2 separate regions of the Mus musculus genome follow, and region 2 is linked to region 1. A link is a contact called in public Hi-C data. All regions are on one chromosome and are shown on one strand. Each heading gives the region's core, a stretch centred on a gene start, on an enhancer-like site or on the middle of the called end of the contact. The rest is flanking DNA. Distances are from core to core; before and after follow the strand shown.

Region 1 (6,381 bases), core at 661-3,160:
TCTCCAAAAATGTCACCCTGGAGTCTCTGAGGGACCTCAAAAGCCTTAAAATCCTTTCCATCAAGAGCAACGTCTCCAAGATCCCTCAGGCCGTGGTGGATGTGTCCAGCCACCTCCAGAAGATGTGCGTCCACAATGATGGCACCAAACTGGTGATGCTCAACAACCTGAAGAAGATGACCAACCTGACGGAGCTGGAGCTGGTCCACTGCGACCTGGAACGCATCCCCCACGCCGTGTTCAGCCTGCTCAGTCTCCAGGAGCTGGACCTGAAGGAGAACAACCTCAAGTCCATAGAGGAGATCGTGAGCTTCCAGCACTTGAGAAAGCTGACCGTGCTCAAACTGTGGTATAACAGCATCGCTTACATTCCAGAGCACATCAAGAAACTGACCAGCCTGGAGAGACTGTTTTTCAGCCACAATAAGGTAGAGGTGCTTCCCTCCCACCTCTTCCTGTGCAACAAAATCAGATACCTGGACTTGTCCTATAACGACATCCGCTTCATCCCGCCCGAAATCGGAGTTCTGCAAAGTTTACAGTATTTTTCCATCACTTGTAACAAAGTGGAGAGCCTCCCAGATGAACTCTACTTCTGCAAGAAACTTAAAACTTTGAAGATTGGGAAAAACAGCCTCTCCGTACTTTCACCAAAAATTGGAAATCTACTATTTCTTTCCTACTTAGACATCAAAGGCAATCACTTTGAAGTCCTCCCTCCCGAGCTGGGAGACTGCCGGGCTCTGAAGCGAGCCGGGCTAGTTGTGGAAGATGCTCTGTTTGAGACTCTGCCCTCAGATGTCCGGGAGCAGATGAAAGCAGACTAACTTATTTTTCATCAGAGTATGACTGAAACATGCTTCTACCAAATACAATATAAAGAATTAGGTAGTCCTAATGCCTTTCCTATATTATTTTTTTTTCCTTTTCCACACAAGACAACATGTACACAAAGATTGAGTAAGGAGTATGTATTTTTTAATAAAAATTTAATTGTATTTTTTCAATATTAATATTTTAAAGTTTTATTTGTCCCGGAAGCTGACGTATCTGTTATTGATTCTGCCCGCAGGAATGGGTAGTTCCACCTGGCTTTGGGTTTTGCTTTCTCACTTGAGTTCATTCTTGTAAAAGGAAAGGAATCGTAGGTCTCATGAATTTTGGCATCTTCTAAATGGGTGAAGATACTTTGCCAACACCATCTTTACTTTCTTTCTACCTGTCCGAGCTCTTGGTGAGTCTCATCATATGTACCAAGAAGTTGTGCCAGTGGTTTTACTGTCAGCCGCCACCTTGGCTGGTCAGGAGGTGCCACTCTATAGGAAACTCCAGACTCTGAGCTCACACAAGTACACTGTCACAGAGTATTACCCTGAAAAGCCCCCTGCTTCTGACACTGTTAATCGTATCATTTCCTAAACAACAGTTTCAGTTAGCCTAGGACAGGCTTTTGAAGTGGGTGAAGAAAGCAACCCCCTGTGGTTGCGCTCCTTGTGTGCATGTATCATTTGGCGTCTCACTGATCTGTATTTTTTTTTAACCAACATCCTAAAATATGTCGTCAAAAATTAAACACAACCACTACCCCCATCCACCTCACTATTGCCATGTGGTACTGTTGAACAACCTTAGGAAAATTAGATTTTATTTCAATATTCTAGCAGATAATTAAATTTTAAATCATAGAATTAGAAGCCTGTTTTGAGTAATTTAATCACTTTTGATGCCTTGATATGTGGATGCATCCGATGGAAAACAATCTTGCTACTAAGGCACTCTGTTAGAAAGCTGATGTATTCTATGCAGGCCCCGCCCCTTCCTTTGTTAGAAGGCTGATGTATTCCACGCAGGCCCTGCCCCTTCCTCTGTTAAAAAGCTGATGTATTCCACGCAGGCCCCGCCCCTTCCTCAGACCCTGTGCAGAGATATCAATTCACTTTCTGCCTGGTGAATAAAACAACCCACTGTGTACATAAGCGTAGTCATCAGCTTCCCGCAAGCCTGCCCTCAGTGCGGGCGGATGTCAGTGCAGCAAGCACGGGAACTCTCAGCTCTCTGCTAAAGATCGCACCTCACTTAGCCAAGTGCTGTGACTAACCTCTGAGTGTTCTCACTTCGCAATAGTTCCCACCTGGTGGCTGGCAAAGCTTTTATTGATCTTCCTTTTCCTAAAATCCAGCCTAGTGTGGAGACTTGAGTTACATAGTCCACCAACTGGCCTAAGGAAAAATTTAACACTGAAGGTAGGAAGATGATTTGACTTCTGAAACCCTGTTTTGAAGAACGTTTTCTTGGCCCCCATGACCTTGCCCAGACCTGGGTTTTGTTGTTGTTTTTTGTTTGTTTGTTTTTTGGTTGTTTTTTTTTTTTTTTTGTGGCATGTAAACATAGACAAGACATACCTGGGAAGCACATGGTCCTCATGTGAGTTAAGATGGGGGTTGGGGGGTGCGGGATAGCTCAGTGACAAAGCACTTGCCCAGAGCTGAGCCCCGTGCCTGAGTTTAGCGACCTGACACTACAAAACAGACAAGGGAACAGGACTCATCACTCTGTGTGAAGGGCCAGCCCCGTGCAAGTGCTTCTATTTCAGTCATGATTTCTTTAAACCTGGAATTAAAATGATAATAATAATAATAATTTGAAGTACTATTATGACTATACTTATAGGAAGAAATATTCAATTTTAGAATATTGAATGGTATGAATCATGTGTCATGTTCAGAAAAGCTCTGCCTTAAAGAACTTAAAGGCAGATTGTCTGTTATTGAGCAAGAGTAACTTGTTGTTGGAATGTAAATTGAACCATTGAATGCACCGTTTTGATTGTTAAAACTTATGGTTATTTCTAATATCACCCTTCAGAAGGGATCTATTCAAGTTAAACACCATAGTTATAATGAAGTCTTTCTCTGGCATTAACTGAAAATCCTGTATAGGTTCATAACTGAAGCAAATCGCCAATAATTCAATTTTATCAAGCTTCCAAATAATTTGTTTTATCTTCATAATGATTTCACAGGCCGACTCCCAACCTAAGTTGTAAATAACATTCAATAAAGCAGTATAGTTTTTAGACTTTCTTTTAACTAAGAGTAAAATACTCATAGATCTTTCTATTAGATTTTATAAAACTTCCAAAGCCTCAATCTCTGAAGAGTTTGAACTTTCTGATTCTCGTCCTTTTTAATACAGTAAGTTTTTGTTCTCGTTCTTGAGTAAAATGCTTTCAGCTACTGTCCAGCCTTCCAACGGGAAACTCGGGTGCCTGAACCACTGGCTTTTCTAATGTTCTCTGATCTAACTTAGTGCAGAGAGGCTGTCTGCCTCCTCTCTCTCTCTCTCTCTCTCTCTCTCTCTCTCTCTCTCTCTCTCTCTCTCTCTCTCTCTGTTTTCCAAGTGCTCTTGCTGGGAGGATCAGCTCTCTGTCCAACCTCCAACTCACAACAAACTGCTGTATAAATCACAAATGTGCCATCTGAACTCTTAACTCCGAGGTTGGCTTCAAGCTCAAGGTATACAGAACAGCCATCTGGTGGTGCTCTGGTTGAAAGGTCCTAATAGAACGCCACCTAAGGGACCAGCAAGGTGGCCCTGAGGGTGAATGGCACTTGCCATCCACCTGAGGTCCTGAGCTTGCTCTTCAGGATCCACACAGTGGAAGGAGAGAACCAACTCCCGTCAGTTGTCCTCTGAAGGGTGCCACAGAGTGAGCACCTACATCAGACGCGCACAAAGTAATTAATGTAGATTTTAAATCATAGAAAAAATAACCACACACACACACACCCAAGAATGTAACACCTCAGAACACAATTGTGTTCTCTCATTACACAATTTGATCTGGTTTTGAATATCAGAATTCTCAATGAGATAAACTGTGGTGTACATGAGATTCCTCGAATTGCCCACCCAGCCCTTCCTTGCTGCTACAATGAGCTCTGACAGTCTCCGTGGTGTCCTAAGCAGCAAGCAGACTTTTTCAGGCTCTTTTGGAAATGTCCCTGCCTCAGGGAGGTTGTTCATTTTGATCACAGGCCCCACTCTGAAGGGTCTGAAACATGGACTCTTCCTTGGGTTTCATAAACAAAAGAAGTCCAGTTTCTTTCAGTACGCTGGTTTATGGCTTTAATTTATCTCACTCTCTAATCCAGTTTTCATACCAAATACTGATCAACGGTATTGGCATTTCAGCAGTAACACTTATGGATCATCAATACAAAAGTCCATTAACACTTCTCATGCAAACCTTGTTGATGTCACTTCAGTTTTTCATAAAGTAAATTAAGTCTACCTTAAAGAGTTTACACTGGGGCAGAATCTTCAAGAATGTCATACTCAAGTGAACAAAATGGCTACCACTGAGGAAACTTCTAGAAGAGTCGATGGGATGTTTGCACCTTTTCTGTTTAGAGACATGGTAAGAAGTCCCAGTCTTACCTAGAGCTGCCATGAGTTTTCAGATTTAGCTCTCAGTCTTCTGATATCAGCCTCCCACACAAGTATCTGCTCCCATCCAGTCCCCTTCCCAAAGTCGCCCACTAATAAAGATGGCATTCTTAGGATTATCTGAGGGAGAGAGAAGAGAGTCTCCCTCTGCCCACAAGGAATTATTTTTTAATCAGAAGGGTATATAACATTGGACAGCTTTTATTGACCAGATAGCAGCCACTATGTATTTAGGGTTTGGTTTGGTTTTTGAGCCAAACCTAGGCTGACCTTAAACTTGAGAGCCTCTTGCCCCGGCTTCCTGGACACTGGATTACAGGTGTTTACTGCACACCTGGCCTGCGTGGTTTATAGTTAGATTCGTTTGTGTCTTCGGTCCCCTGCCACACTGCTCTTTGGGGTTGACACCCCATGCCTTATGTGCTTGCTGGTGTTTGGTTTGCATTTGTTTACTATGTTCATGTGCATTCAGATTGTCAAGTGCTGGCAAACTTCTTGGACTGCCGAGAAAAAGGACTGATCGTTGATTTGTCAGAATACATGTTCATGAAAGGAAACGTCTTAGTGTTATCTCGCTGTGTGGTGTATAGGAACAAAAATAAATAAAGTCATTTTTGTAACATATCTTTGGGACCCATCCTTTCTTACTTTTAGAAATCTTGCGTATCTTTTGTTCTTAGGCCGTTACTAAGGTTCTCTGGGCTGCAGGAAATAGGCTCGTTTGCTCTTTACCATGGGAGCTAGTTTTTATCATTGTAACGAATTGTTTCCTTCCTGAATCCACTGTCCTGCGTCTACACAAGGTGTCCCAGGAGTTTCATTTGTGTAATTACTGAGTTAATGTATAATCTGGAGTACGGTTTTTGTACGTTTGCCAAATCAGATTGTACAATGGCTATCCAGCTCAACCTTCATTAAATACCCTTATGATAATAACGGTAGTTACTTAAAGGAGTAAGAACAATCCTGGGCATCCAGAGAGGCATCCTCTAATTCAGCGGTTCTCAGCCTGTGGGCCATTCTGATGGTTCAGAGATTCCAGAAACAAGCAAAACATGAACTCTCTCTTTTTTATTCATTGTAGAATTAATTTTATTTTAAATCAACTTACATCCAGACATACACTATTACTGTGTTTGAAACCAGGCATTATGGCTTACTTATATGTACTTATGTGATCTGACTGGAAAATTAAGACAGGAGGTTATGAGTTCAAGGCCACGTCCAGCTTCAGAGCAAGACCCTGTCTCAAAATTAAATAAGCAAATAAATTTTAAAGTAAGTGTTTGGATCTTATTACAAGTTTCAGGAATATAGATCTTGAGGGAAAAAGATTCACATGTACATTTTGCATTCTATATTTAAACCACAGTTACAACCTAAAAAATGAGCTTCCAAGAAGTGAGTCTGATAGAATAGAAGCTCGACTTTCCTTCCCTGAATTGTGAGGGGTTGGGAGTTCTGTTATAATTTCACACAGACAGCATGGGTGATTTTGTTAATATTATATTCTCAGTGACATTTGGGTGGCTTTAGGCATCTTTCTTAGGCTGAGTTAACCCAAGGATTAACTTTGAGATTAATTAGTACATTGAGACATAAATGATAAAATGTATGCGAGAGAGTTGGCAACTCGTATTTGTACCACTGAGTTGTCTGCCTAGGTTGTGATTCTACAATACTCCTGATGTCTATCTGCCTGGGTTTAGAATCACCATGGAAACAAAGCCTTGTGCCTGACTGGGAGGGGCTTTCCAGATGAGGTTAATTGGGGCAGGAAGATTTACCCTAAAGCCATACAGAACCAATGTCAGGGCTGGAGGGTCAGACTGAACAAAGGGATAAGCCGAGCTGAGGGCCAGCACACATCTCCCTCTGCTCTCTGACTGGATGCACAGCCACCCGCACCCCATGCTCTGGTGGCTGTGACTT
Region 2 (6,186 bases), core at 1,887-4,386, 45 kb after region 1:
TTGGCTGGACGGGACCGTGTATCCTAGGGTCAGGCTCCGGGGCTGGGCGAAAACAAACAGTCCTTTCTTAAAACTGACCCGGACTGAAGCAACTCCTGTCAAAATCTCAACAGGTTTCTGTGCGGGGTTAGACAGATTTATGTGGAAAGGAAGCAGCCGTAGAAACAGCCAATTTGGAGTGGGGGCAGGGAGAAAACTAGAATCACACTTCTCAATGTTGACATTTATATGTAGCCACAGCATCAAGACAGTGTGCGCGGAGTGGAGAGCAGGCAAGATGACTAGAACAGAGCCCAGAACCTAGAAATATGTAGGGAGTGCACACGTCAGTGATCCTAGCACTCGGGAAGGGAGGTACAGCCAGCCCAAGTTACATAGTGGATGACCCATTGGATACGCTGGGAATGACCACGTATTCTGATGTAGACCCACGAAGTCCCTCTGAGTGTTGACTAAAGAGTGAATGTGAGCCAATGGGTGAAAGGCTGCCTTTCAACAGCTTGGAGCCGCTCACTCTGAGCCTCCCACCTTACACACCAGAGTCAGAATGGATCCTGGACTGAAACAGAATTCTGGGACTGTGAAACTGCTAAAAAGGAACAAGTCGCCAGAAAAAAAAAAAAAAAAAAAAAAAAAAGAATGAGGGTCTAGGAGAAGAATTCTGAAACTCAAGACAAAAAGCACAACCCATAAATGGAAAAATTTATACACTGGGCCTCATCAAAATTAGAAATATTTGCTTTGTGGGGAAAAAAATCCTGTAAAAGGGATCAAAAAGACAAATTACAGAGTGGTAGAAACATTTACAAATGATGTCTGACAGAGGCCTTATGTCTGGAATACACAGAGAACTCTTAAAACTCAACATTTTAGAGAGAGAAAAAAATTTATTTGTTCCCTCGAAATTGTACATTGGAACCCTAAACCCAGAAGCAATGATATGACCAGGATCCGCCCATAGAACATGGAGCGAGAATCACTAAGGACTGGGAGATGGACTCCAGAGAGCTCAGTGAGAATGCATTGTAGAATCCCAGGCAGTGGGCCCTCATCACACACCAAACCTGCTGGCACCCAGTCTTAGAGTTCCCAGCCTCTGGAACACTGAGAACTCTATGTCAGCCATTTGTAAGCCCACTTGTGGAACCCCATCACAGCCAGTAGATTAAGTCAAGAACCCAAGGCCACCCCAGCACCCTACCTTCCTTGATGCTCTAGGGACCACTTGGCTTGGGATCATGAGCAAGGGTGGGATACAAGAACTCCTGTGTCCTGCCCAGGAATTCTAACGTAATGTGCCTGGATGGGACCAGAGCAAACTGCTTGAACTGAGCTTGCTGACCTAGGCCTGTAACCCTAGCACCCAAGAGGCTGAAGCAGGAGGATTACAGAGAGCTCAAGACCAGTCTAGGCAACACAGTGAGTTCAAAACTTTGCAGACTATGTAGGGAGAACTTGGACAAGGGAGGGAAGGAGAGAGAGAGAGAGAGAGAGAGAGAGAGAGAGAGAGAGAGAGAGAGAGAGATCCAGCCTTAGATCACAAGTGTCACGAGATGGCAAAAGAAGGTGGAAACGAAGACCAGGAACCAGCCTGATGTACTATGAACAGTTGTGTCTAAGGAACAGCTGCCATCTTGTATACTAGGTGTACACGCAGTGAAATGCCTCCAACTTAAATGAGTACCTAAGTCCTTGAGAACTGCTCTTACAGAAACATCTCAATTAAAAAGGAAAATGAAAACATATATTCTAAAGAGTTTGCATATTTGTGCTCCAATAAGAGTGTGTGTTCAATGGACGTGCTCATAGCAACTGGTATAAGCCCATGACAAGCCCTGTGCTTTTAGGGTGGGCATAGATTTGGCATCTGGGACATTCATTCTTCAGTTTAACCAATGTCTTTGAGTATATGTGAGTTGAGCCCTCAGAGAAGCAGGACACACACTCCCCCCACCCCACCCCACCCCCGCCCAGCCAACATATATAAATGCACACACAAATCTCCTTCCTGCCGATCCCTAAATCATTCATGTAGCCACTGGAACCACCATCCGACTTCCAGTATGAGCAGCAGACAGAAACAGGGCCAAACTGGATACAGCCGAATAAGAGAGCATGATCTAACCTCTGAGAGATATGGACAACATCCAGACAGAGATAGAAAGAGAAATTGCCCGGGGACAGGTGAAGCAGGCAGCAGGCAGCTCTCTACTGTGGAAGGTCTGTCCACTAAGATCAAGGCTGGGCCAAAAGAGATGCTGGAGGATTGGGTCAGAGAGGGAACAGAGAGATGGCTCCAATGTTAAGAAGTAATACTTGCTGCTACTTCAGGGTTAAGTTCCCAGCATCCACATCAGGCAGCTCACAGTTCTATATCTCCAGTTCCAGAGGATCTGATACCTCCACAGGCACTCCACACACATGCACATATTAACACATATAAATAAAAATAAATCTTTTTAAGGAGACAAAGGTGCTGGAGAACATGAGACAAAGGCCATACCCTACATCTTTAGGGGGAATGACAACTTCATACCTAGACTTTTATGGTGAACTTCTCTGCCCAAGGAAATGGCTGAGAGATGACCCTCTCACCCCACAGCCTGGGTCTTAGAATTTTTGTGTCTGTAGCATGCCCCCCCAAGCACACCACACACATTGCACAAACAGCCCCAGAGATCATTGCTCAATGGGCTGTGGTCTGCTGTCCCGGGCCGTTCAGCCCAGCTCCTCCATGCTAGCAAACCGGAGAAAGAAAGGGTTTCTTATGATCAACGACCAGAGAGGTCGAACAGCCCACCTCGCAGGGAAAGGATTCCAGCGATTTCTAGAACCTCTGCCTCCCTCAAGCCTTGCTTACTGGCCCCTGCTGGTATTTGGAAGGCAGCTACCTTTCCCTTTATCCTGCTGCCCCAGGCCACTGTGGACCCTGCCACATATTCTGTCACCCCTGCATCTGACTCCTGGTTCCCAGCCTCGTTGTCACTCCAGTGAGAGGCACCCCAAATTTCATTGGTTCAGAATCCCAGCTTGGGTTAAGCAAGGGGCCCACGGGCCAGCCTGGCTTAGATTTGGAACGCAGCACGGTTGGGAAACCTTAGCTGAGGTGTGGATTCCAGATGAGGCGGGGAAGCCCTCTAGTGGCCACGAGCGATATGGCAACAGCAAGGAAACAATAACCATCTTTTCTAGGCCTGACTGATCTCTCTCCATCTGTCTGGACTTTTTTGGCACCAAGTCACTCCCAGATCTGCACAGCCCCCTTGTCACCCCATGCTCTGCCTTGCCACACAACGCTGCAATCTCTACCTCCTAGGTTTTCTCCTCCAGCGTTTCTGGATAACGAACCCTACACCTCGGGCCGGATTTGTCTTCCTTCAAAGTCTGATTTTTGGTGGCCTCTAGTTAAGAATGTCCTCCCAATCTCCCAAGTTGTGTAGAGCCATGATCTACAAAAATTGGAGCGCTTGGAGGGTGGCCTACTGAAAGCCACGTCACTGACCCTGGGCAGACTGAGCAGTACAGCTCACACAAGGCTATGCCAGCTGGACCACTGACGCTAAGGTGTAGACGCTCAGGTATTCTAGCACTCGCGCACACAGTGAAAGACAGGAAACTTCCGGTCCACCCAGCTTCCAAGCCCTGTGCAAACCCTCCTAGAACTTCCTTTCCAGTGCTAGAGTTGGGCTGTGTGGGTTAGAATCCCACCCACAATCTAATAGACATGCAACTAGAAAAGGTTTTGAATTCTTAGCTTGCTCCCAACGTTGTCATGGAGACTGAGGACCGCCAGGTGTCTGATTTAGCAGGGCTTGCCAGTTCCCTCTGACTCTGACTGACAGCTGTGGCTTCCAGCACTCTGGCTGGTTTGTTCACAGGTCTGCCCTAGACCTTGCATCTTCTATCTGTGCCTTTTGGCGATTGACACTGAATTGGCCTGAAGTGACCTCTCCCTGCTCTCTGACATCTTTTTCTTATTATTTCCTCTTCTGCTTAGGGACTGACTTAGAAGGGCTGGGGCATCTATGCCAGGCTAACCTTTATAACTTTAAAACCATAAACCTTATAAAGCCATAACCTTAAAAACACATATGTGTTGTTTTCTTGTGCATGCAATCTTTTTAAAAATTAAACTAACATATTTATGTATTACTGGAATAGCTCCTTATATTATTTGGCCTTTTTTTCCTCTGCACAGCTAGACTGTATACTCAAAAGACATCAGAACTGTGTTTATTATCTTTATCTAATAAAATCTATCAAATTGGGGGGGAGGGAGGATTAGAGAGATGGCTGAACAGTTACGAACACTGGTTGCTCTTCCAGAAGTCCCGAGATCAATTCCAAGCACCCACATGGTGACTCATGACTATAATATAGCACTACCTTAATATAATTTATAAATGACTGAGACTTTTCATTATATTAATACATTTCATTATATGAGTTCTCAACCCTTGAAACAGGTCTCCAGGAACCATCTAAGGATCTTTGATTGTCCGATTTTTACATCATCACTGAAAGAAAAGAAAGCCTTGTGGTTATCATAGGAACTGTCTCATATACCACAAAAATCTACCAGCAATATAGGTAATCCATCCTTAAATTATATCACCACATCTGAGAGTCTCCAATTGGAATGGTATCTGGGTGCAAGGTCAAGGGGTGCATTTTTAAGAATGTGATTATGCTACATTGTTCACAAAGTCTTTAAAACTTAAGCTATAAGTTAAATGTAAACGCACTTTCAATATTGTGAAGTTGATCAACTTTTCCCTCTGCAATACACCAAATATCTTTTAAAATTACATGCATACACATGCAGATGCACATACAAGCACATGCGCACACAGATATGCACTGGCAGACACTGTCTCACAAATTGCTGATTGAATTTATAACTTTGTACCATTGCTTAGGAAATCTTTAAGAGTTCATCTTCTGATGCCAAATGTGGCCCACTCCAGTTCTACAAGCAAATCTGACAGAAGAGAGCACCTGTGTCCACCAGCTCACACATACAAGAGTATGAGGTTTTGGCTGGTTTTGCTTTTGAGGCAGGGTCTTGCTCTGCAGCTCAGGATGTCCTTAAATTTGCAATCCTCCTGCCTCAGCCTGGAATTATAGGCATATGCTTCTATACCAAACTTATAACAATGTTAAGAGAGGTTTTATTCGTATCTCCAAAGTGGAAACACCCTAAATACCAATCTATTATAAAACATAATAAATCGGAGTACTTTATCGAAATAACAACTGGAGACTCTCCAGCAATAAAGAATGAATAATTCCTATTACTGATGAATGGATTGAGGGCCTAATAGTCAGTGAGGGAAGTCAGTATGTATGATTTAATTTATTTAAAATTCAAGAAAAGTAAGACTTTAATGACAGAAATCAGAATAGACCTCCCCACCATTCCCTAATGGGAAATAACCTAAATCTCTCTGAACATAATGATTCTGGCAGCCATCTTGCCAGACTGTAAGAGAAGCACAGATAACATATATCTAACACCCAACAGTAGTTCCCAGCACAGCGCATTAGCTGAATAAAGAGTACTTTGTACTATATATAGTCTCGATTTAGGTCAGTCTAAGAGTTGCGAGGCAAAAGGATAGTTTTGCTGATAGTCAACCCTAAAGTTCTAATTGCTTTTGCTTTTGGAAATCTCCCAATAGTTCTTCTTTCTTTCTCCTGTACTAACTTCATATATATTATATGTATTTGTACATATATGTGTAAATGTGAATATATGAATATATATGTATGTATGTGTGTATAGAAGTGTGTGTGTGTGTGTGTGTGTGTGTGTGTGTGTGTGTGTAGCCAGCTCAACTGAAGTCAGTAAAGGTACTCTCCCACTCTCCTGCCCCTTTGTTCACTTTCCAGTTCCTCCTGGTGGCTAAGGCTGTTTGTGTCCCTGGTTTGGGGCCAGTGAGACTTGACAAGGAACACTGATGGGAAACAGTTGGCGGGAGGATTCTTCACTTCTGAGCCGTAGCCCAAATGGAGGTTTCAGGCTCCTGACGTCTCGTGTTCTTCCTCTCAGGTGACTTGCTTTCTACATGCCTTAACTGTGCCCTCTGTTGTATCTACTATGATAAACCAGTAGCAAGGACATTACTGTCGTGAGAAATGGAGAACATAACAGACTAAGGTGATGGAAGGAAAGAGTCTTGTCAA

The links. A called contact is a pair of places that touch in the nucleus more often than the background predicts.
Region 2: a Hi-C map of CD8 T cells shows a contact between it and region 1, with 2.6 times the contacts expected there. The contact joins two enhancer-like sites. A contact is called at or near these places in 1 of 39 promoter capture datasets (the C10 cell line), 4 of 15 datasets of contacts at CTCF or cohesin (CD8 T cells, the NIH/3T3 cell line, large pre-B cells and 1 more), 44 of 484 Hi-C or Micro-C datasets (B cells, the Ba/F3 cell line, the C10 cell line and 28 more) and 14 of 115 datasets of contacts at active chromatin or transcription factors (CD4 T cells, CD8 T cells, the HPC-7 cell line and 9 more).

What each region holds. Positions count from the first base shown.
Region 1 is chr5:105,607,946-105,614,326 of GRCm38.p6, forward strand. Lrrc8c (leucine rich repeat containing 8 family, member C) reads left to right here. Exons shown (of 4, transcript NM_133897.2): 4 at 1-1,009. The coding sequence ends at 827. Among named protein-coding and RNA genes, the nearest start is that of Gm32230, 33 kb to the right of the region's middle. Within about 2 kb of position 1,911, at least 43 of the 459 cell types and tissues checked have an H3K27ac peak or open chromatin away from gene starts, as enhancers often do. A contact at or near this core is called in CD8 T cells, Th1 cells and trophoblast stem cells, where this site is marked.
Region 2 is chr5:105,651,750-105,657,935 of GRCm38.p6, forward strand. It overlaps Gm32276 (a long non-coding RNA gene), which reads left to right. Exons shown (of 5, transcript XR_389458.3): 2 at 4,467-4,590; 3 at 4,920-5,026; 4 at 5,893-6,052. Among named protein-coding and RNA genes, the nearest start is that of Gm32276, 3.5 kb to the left of the region's middle. Within about 2 kb of position 3,137, at least 86 of the 459 cell types and tissues checked have an H3K27ac peak or open chromatin away from gene starts, as enhancers often do. A contact at or near this core is called in CD8 T cells, Th1 cells and trophoblast stem cells, where this site is marked.